2 separate regions of the Mus musculus genome follow, and region 2 is linked to region 1. Evidence: chromatin contacts called from public Hi-C data. All regions are on one chromosome and are shown on one strand. The core of a region is the stretch at or near the end of the contact, and the rest is flanking DNA. Distances in the headings are between cores, read along the strand shown. Region 1 has its middle 340 kb from the start of Gm32431. Region 2 holds the start of Cblb (Casitas B-lineage lymphoma b).

Region 1 (2,814 bases), core at 235-2,734:
TGAGGTGGATTGCAGATTAGCTTGATTGTCCTCAGGAAAATCTTCCCTCCCCAGTATGACCTCTCTAATGCAAAATTTATGCTGAAAAATTTAGATTTATGAGCAGTTTGTCATTCCATAACTCTGTTAAATTTTGTAAGACTCAACAAATTTGAATTTACAGAGCTGTTAGATAATATTGAGCATGTTTTGGCTTCAAAATGCTTATAAATGTCAACTAGTCAAAGCTGCCAAGATATACCTATGAGGCAGAGGGATGATAGGTGGATCTTTTATGCCATTTCCTTACTGGTAATTTGTAAGATTACTGGTGGATTTTAATAAACACATACACACACACACATACACACACACACACACACATACACACCAACACACACACACACACACACACATGCAGAGAGAGAAACACAGAGAGACAGAGACAAACAGAAATAGAGAGACAGACTCACATTCTCTCAAACACAGAGAAATAGAAGTACAAAGTCTCTCTCTCTCTCTCTCTCTCTCTCTCTCTCTCTCTCTCTATCTCTCTCCTTTCTCTCTCCTCTCTCTCTCTCTCTGTCTCTCTTTCACTTTAAACACAGAAGTCAATGATTGAAGATCTTTGGAAAACTATCCATGAGCAGTTACTTGAATGTGTGCATTGTTTTCTTGAATAGACTGTAACTTTCATCTTTCATCTGAGTGAGAGCCATTGTTTATTCTTATCTTTCCTCCTGCATAGGACCTAACCTAATACTGTCATTTATTTAATTATATTTTCTCCAAAACTTGACAAGTATTTCAAGGTTGATGGCAATCTCGTTTAAACTCTCTGGACGCACGCTGAAATGAGCTGGCAGTAATCATGTTAACAGAAGAATAGGCATATGGATTTATTCATCTGCATCAGTACAAGAGTCATACAAAATATAAAACCCAAAGAAGGATCAGATGATTAAAACTAAAATACTATTCATTGTGGAGAGGACAGAAACGTCTTTGAACCATTTAATAGGGATAGTGAATGATTTGGGGGAAATTGAATGGGCTCAATGAAAAGAGAGCTTATCTCTTATTGTCTTTGGAAGCTGAAGAACAGACAATAAATTATGTGTGACAGCGTTAGTCCTAGTGACATTTCTGTCTTCCTTTCTGCAACATGAGTTTAATGGCCCCTTGTTAATGAAACTCAGGAAATATGTCCAAGACTGTTGTGTTTCTCTTGGGAGGGATTTTTCCAGTCATATTAGGGAACCTTAAAAAGATCCCTCCTTGTGTTTAGTACATGGCTAGATCTGAATCTGAAGTGGTTTTTCCAGCTCTGCGTATCAAAGCAGGGTTTTCTGAAGTATAATATGTGATTGTCTACCCTTTTGTAGGGATTGCATTACATGTCTAGTAATTCATTAATGAACGTTTAAACAGGTTTGTTTGTTTGTTTGTTTTGTTTTTTTAGTATAAATTGTAAGGTTTGAAGAAGGGGTTAGATTTCTCATTCAGAGGTGTGTGAGATGCGGTCCACAGGCTGTAGGAAAGGCATGGTAAGGAATATCATCAAGTAATATATTATACAGAAGGGTGGGGACAATGAAGCATACACTCTATGCTTAGAAGTTGCTAAGAAGGACAATTTTAAATAAATGTATGGGGTACCATGTATGTTAATTAGCTTGATGTTGATCTCTATAAAATATACATTAAAATACCAATTTTATTTGCCAATTAAAAACAAAAAAGTAGCTAGAAGAGTAATGTGAGTTAAATGTAAAAGTTGAAAGTTACTAGTTTGAGGGAACTGTGGACTGTGATTCCTCACCCTATTGACTATATTGGAAATACGTGAACAATATAACAGCTGCACCTTTATGTTTGTTCTTCCTTAACTTGTGACATCCAGTGTAACAGATGATTTTTGTCGCTGAAAGTTGCCAAAAGCCCCTGCCGTTTCTATTTTGAACATATTAAGCTGTGGGTTTTTACAGTCATTGATAACAGTGTAAAAAACCCTATTTCCTTGGTATGCTATTTTAAAACTATTGTATTTTTCCCTAAATATTCTCGCATAATTTCAAGAAGCTTAGCTACCATGGAAACAAGTGTATTCTAAAGGTTTGCCCAGGGGTATTACCTACCATCCAGGAACTGAATGTAGTTGATGCATTCCTATCTTGCTTCATTTAATTAAATTAAAAACTATCTGAATAGGCAAAGATAGCTCATTTTATTCAGCAAGAATTTCCAATAAAGGCTATTAAATTCTTCACATTTCCCAACCACAGGGGCTTGAACAACTATTCAGATCTTGAGTGTAATCATGTCCATATGTTTTTCAGTATGTGTTTTTAAAGGTGTTGTTTCTTTTCTCCAAAAGCAGAAATATGAGTAAAATCATGTTATCAAATGCCCTCATTGATTATTAGTCTTTAAATTATTGATCTACCACATCAAGAAGAGTGGTTATCATCAGAACACAATGGTGGAAGAGATCTGTGCTTTGAGTGTTCCCTTTGCTATGTGTAAGAATCTGCCTCACTCATTGTCCAAATATATTTCCAAGAGTTTTGTCCCATTTTGAATGTATTTAACTATGTATAGAGAAAGTTTTGCAAAACAGTAGTGTGGACCACTACTGACTGAATATTCACATCATATGTTGTTTTTCACTATTTGTGGAGTGACTTACAAGCAACATTGCTTGTGTAAGACACGGAAGCCAAAACAGTAACAAAAGCCAAGTGGAAATGCTCTAGAAACTATTTTTGTTTTGATTGCTCATAGATTTGAACATTTTCAGTAGTTATTATATATTATTGGGTACAAACCTATTTG
Region 2 (2,814 bases), core at 87-2,586, 640 kb after region 1:
CCTTCACAGTAATAATTGTAGCACTAAAATACTTATTAGGGATTGGCAGAACCACTGAGACACATTTATCAGGATAGTTGGTTAGAAAATGCTTATATGTATGTATGTATGTATGTACATATGTATGCTTATGCATGTATGCACGTATGACATTTTTAAAAAGTGCAAAGTATTACACCCAGGAGCTCAAGGTGTGAGGTGTATCCATACTACCAATGACAGAGGAAATCACTCCCAGGTATGTAAACCTGGGGCAAATGGTACGAGCATGGTGAACCAAATAGAGAGAATCATGGAACTTGTCTAATGTGTGATTCTGATGACAGAAGGGCCCTGGCATTTCACTGTAAGCGTTACCAGACTGTTTTCTTTTACACGGCTATCAAGGACGGAGCCCAGAAAGAGACGAACACTGGAAGAGGATGGCAGAAACAGGGTTGTCATTAAAATGAAGATTCATCTACATAGAAGAAAAGTGACTCTGGCAAAAATCCAACAGCAGAGTTCTTTACTGGAATCCAGGGGAAAACTTGTTTGGAATATAAAGGTGTCAAACAGATTAGTAATCCCCATTGTGTGGAGTTTTTACTGTCCTGGGACGATTTACAGAGACTATTTAGCTGAGAGTTGTCAAGTATTTGCTTTCTCATCAGCCTGATGTTTGATCTGGAATCCTTCTAGAACTAATAGTAAAAGGGAAACATTTCAGAAATTTAGGAAGTTTTAGTTGGCACTCGGGTTTTACTCCTAGCCTACTCTATGTGAGGGTAACCTTCATCTTAGGAGCTATGGGACTGCTGCTCTTTATTTGACAGTCAACAAGAAACATGGTCTTGGACCTATTTGGCTGCTCTCCTGGGTAGCAGTTTGGCAGCCCTAGGGAGATGAATTTCTTAAGCCTGGGACCCGCCCAGAGCTGAAAAGCAGCACCACCCTGGCAGCCTCTACTCTGTTGCTATGAAACAAAGACTAGGAAGGTGAGTGAGGCAGGAAGTCCCGCCTTTTAGCCCCAGTTGGCTTAGACTCCCGCTCGGGGCGCTCACGCCCACCTGCGCACCCCTCATTGGTTAGCTCCCCGGCGCCTTGCTGCTACTTTTTCAGTTCCTTTCCTCGTTCCACTTTTGTTCCAGGCTAGCCTAGGTCCATTTCCCAACGAGTTCTTCTCCAAGTGGGACGCAGTGGAGTGGGCCTTCCTCTGGGGCCATTGTGTACCGTGGAGGACGTGGACTGGGGGGTAGCGCGGGAGGAGCGTCTCGTCCCGCCCATTGGCTCCGCCCGCTGTCTGGCAGAAAGCAGCCTCTCAGGATTGGTTCGAAGACTCAAGGCTCCGCCTTAGCTCCGCCCCACGCCTTGGTCTCCGGGGATGGCTCAGGGGTGGGGTGGCCAGTGAGTGGTCTCCTCCTCCGGCGGGCGCTGCGGCGGCCTCCCGAGTGTGGCGCGGGACTGCCGGGCGGGCGTGGAGCTTTTTGCACGGTAATTGCCGCGTCCCCGCGTCTCGGTGTTCCTAGATCTCGGTGGCTCCTTCCCCGGAGCGCTCTCCTAGGGCGATTCCACAGAGTCCCCACCCGAGCCACCCCAGCCAGGGCAGCGTGTGTGTGTGGAGTGGGACCCGCGATCACGCGTGGCTCGGGACGGCCGCGGTGACCCGAGTAGAGGAAGGAATGGGTCATCCCGGGGTTGGACGTCTCTTGCTGGCTCGGGGGCCCTGCAGCTGGGCGCGGGCCATCAGGGAGAGGGGACAGCCCTAGCTTCCAGCTGCTGTCGCCGCTGCGGGCCTGAGCCAAGTGGGGATTTAAACAGCAGTCCCTGGCTGGCCCGGGGCCCGGGAGGGAGCGGACTCTGGCTGATCGCCGCCGGTGGGAGGTGCGTGCTACTGGCGCTAGATCGGGCAGGCTGTGGGATTGGGAAGCCAGGACGGGGTCTAGGGCTACTTTATCTTTGCTGAGTTCCTCGTCTCTTTCCCAGACCCCTGAGTGGCGGGCTAGAGGCCCGAGCCTGGAAAGGGTACAGACGTTCTGAAACAAAGCTTTGGACCACTTGATACCGGGTAGGCAGAAGAGGGACCACCGGAGAAGTGAACTCCGCGGTGCGTGCCCGCCCTTGCCGGGTTCTCACCGCTTTTTAAGAAGGGGTTGCTTGTTGGTTTGTTTATTTGGCTCTAGGGAAAAACTACTCACCTCACTGCTTTAAAGAACTATTTGTGTGTCCGCAGCTGCTGGCTTTTGCGGGGGGGGGGGGTGTTGGGGGAATGGAGAGGGGACGCGCGCGCGCGGGGCGCGCGGGGGGGGTATCCAAGTCCTCCGCCTTTGTTGACAAGAGACGTGTCCCTTTTGCGTGTGTGGAGTACTTTGCATTTATGTAATAACTTGGCGAAATCAAACAGCGTGAAGGAGGCTACTGAAGTGAGGCTCCCAACGTGAATTTTAGGAGTTGCAGCTCTAGTATTTCGAATCTGGATTACAGCAGAAGGGGGGGGGGGGACGACATTGTGTTCTTACCTGTTAAAAGTTGTTTTGTTGATGATGTTGAGCTGTAGCTTCATAGAACACGGGCAGAGGATGCATCTTTAACTTTTAGTATTGTAAGAGCAAATCTTGTGTCATGGCTCCTAACTTGGAGGATGCCCTTACTCAGGGTTACTAAAAAGTTGAATCTGGGACCCTGGGCTTTGTCACAGAGACAGCGGAGAATATCATTAATGGGTACAAGTGAGCCTGTTCAGTTCAGGTTCCTGTTGGGGAAATACTTTCATATCCAGCTAACTTTTCCTCTCTTGAAATTCTATCTTGCAAAAAGGACTAAGATTCCAGATGG

Evidence for each region. Hi-C and Micro-C count contacts between places; a contact is called where the count stands out from the background.
Region 2: a contact with region 1 is called in a Hi-C map of the N1E-115 cell line, with 3 times the contacts expected there. The contact joins the promoter of Cblb here to the enhancer-like site in region 1. A contact is called at or near these places in 3 of 39 promoter capture datasets (cranial neural crest, frontonasal cranial neural crest and hippocampal neurons), 1 of 484 Hi-C or Micro-C datasets (the N1E-115 cell line) and 2 of 115 datasets of contacts at active chromatin or transcription factors (bone marrow-derived macrophages and large pre-B cells).

The regions. Positions count from the first base shown.
Region 1 is chr16:51,385,562-51,388,375 of GRCm38.p6, forward strand. No RefSeq gene overlaps it. Among named protein-coding and RNA genes, the nearest start is that of Gm32431, 340 kb to the left of the region's middle. Within about 2 kb of position 1,485, at least 2 of the 459 cell types and tissues checked have an H3K27ac peak or open chromatin away from gene starts, as enhancers often do. A contact at or near this core is called in the N1E-115 cell line, where this site is marked.
Region 2 is chr16:52,030,213-52,033,026 of GRCm38.p6, forward strand. It overlaps Cblb (Casitas B-lineage lymphoma b), which reads left to right and starts at 1,337. Exons shown (of 18, transcript NM_001033238.1): 1 at 1,337-1,473; 2 at 2,797-2,814. The coding sequence starts at 2,811.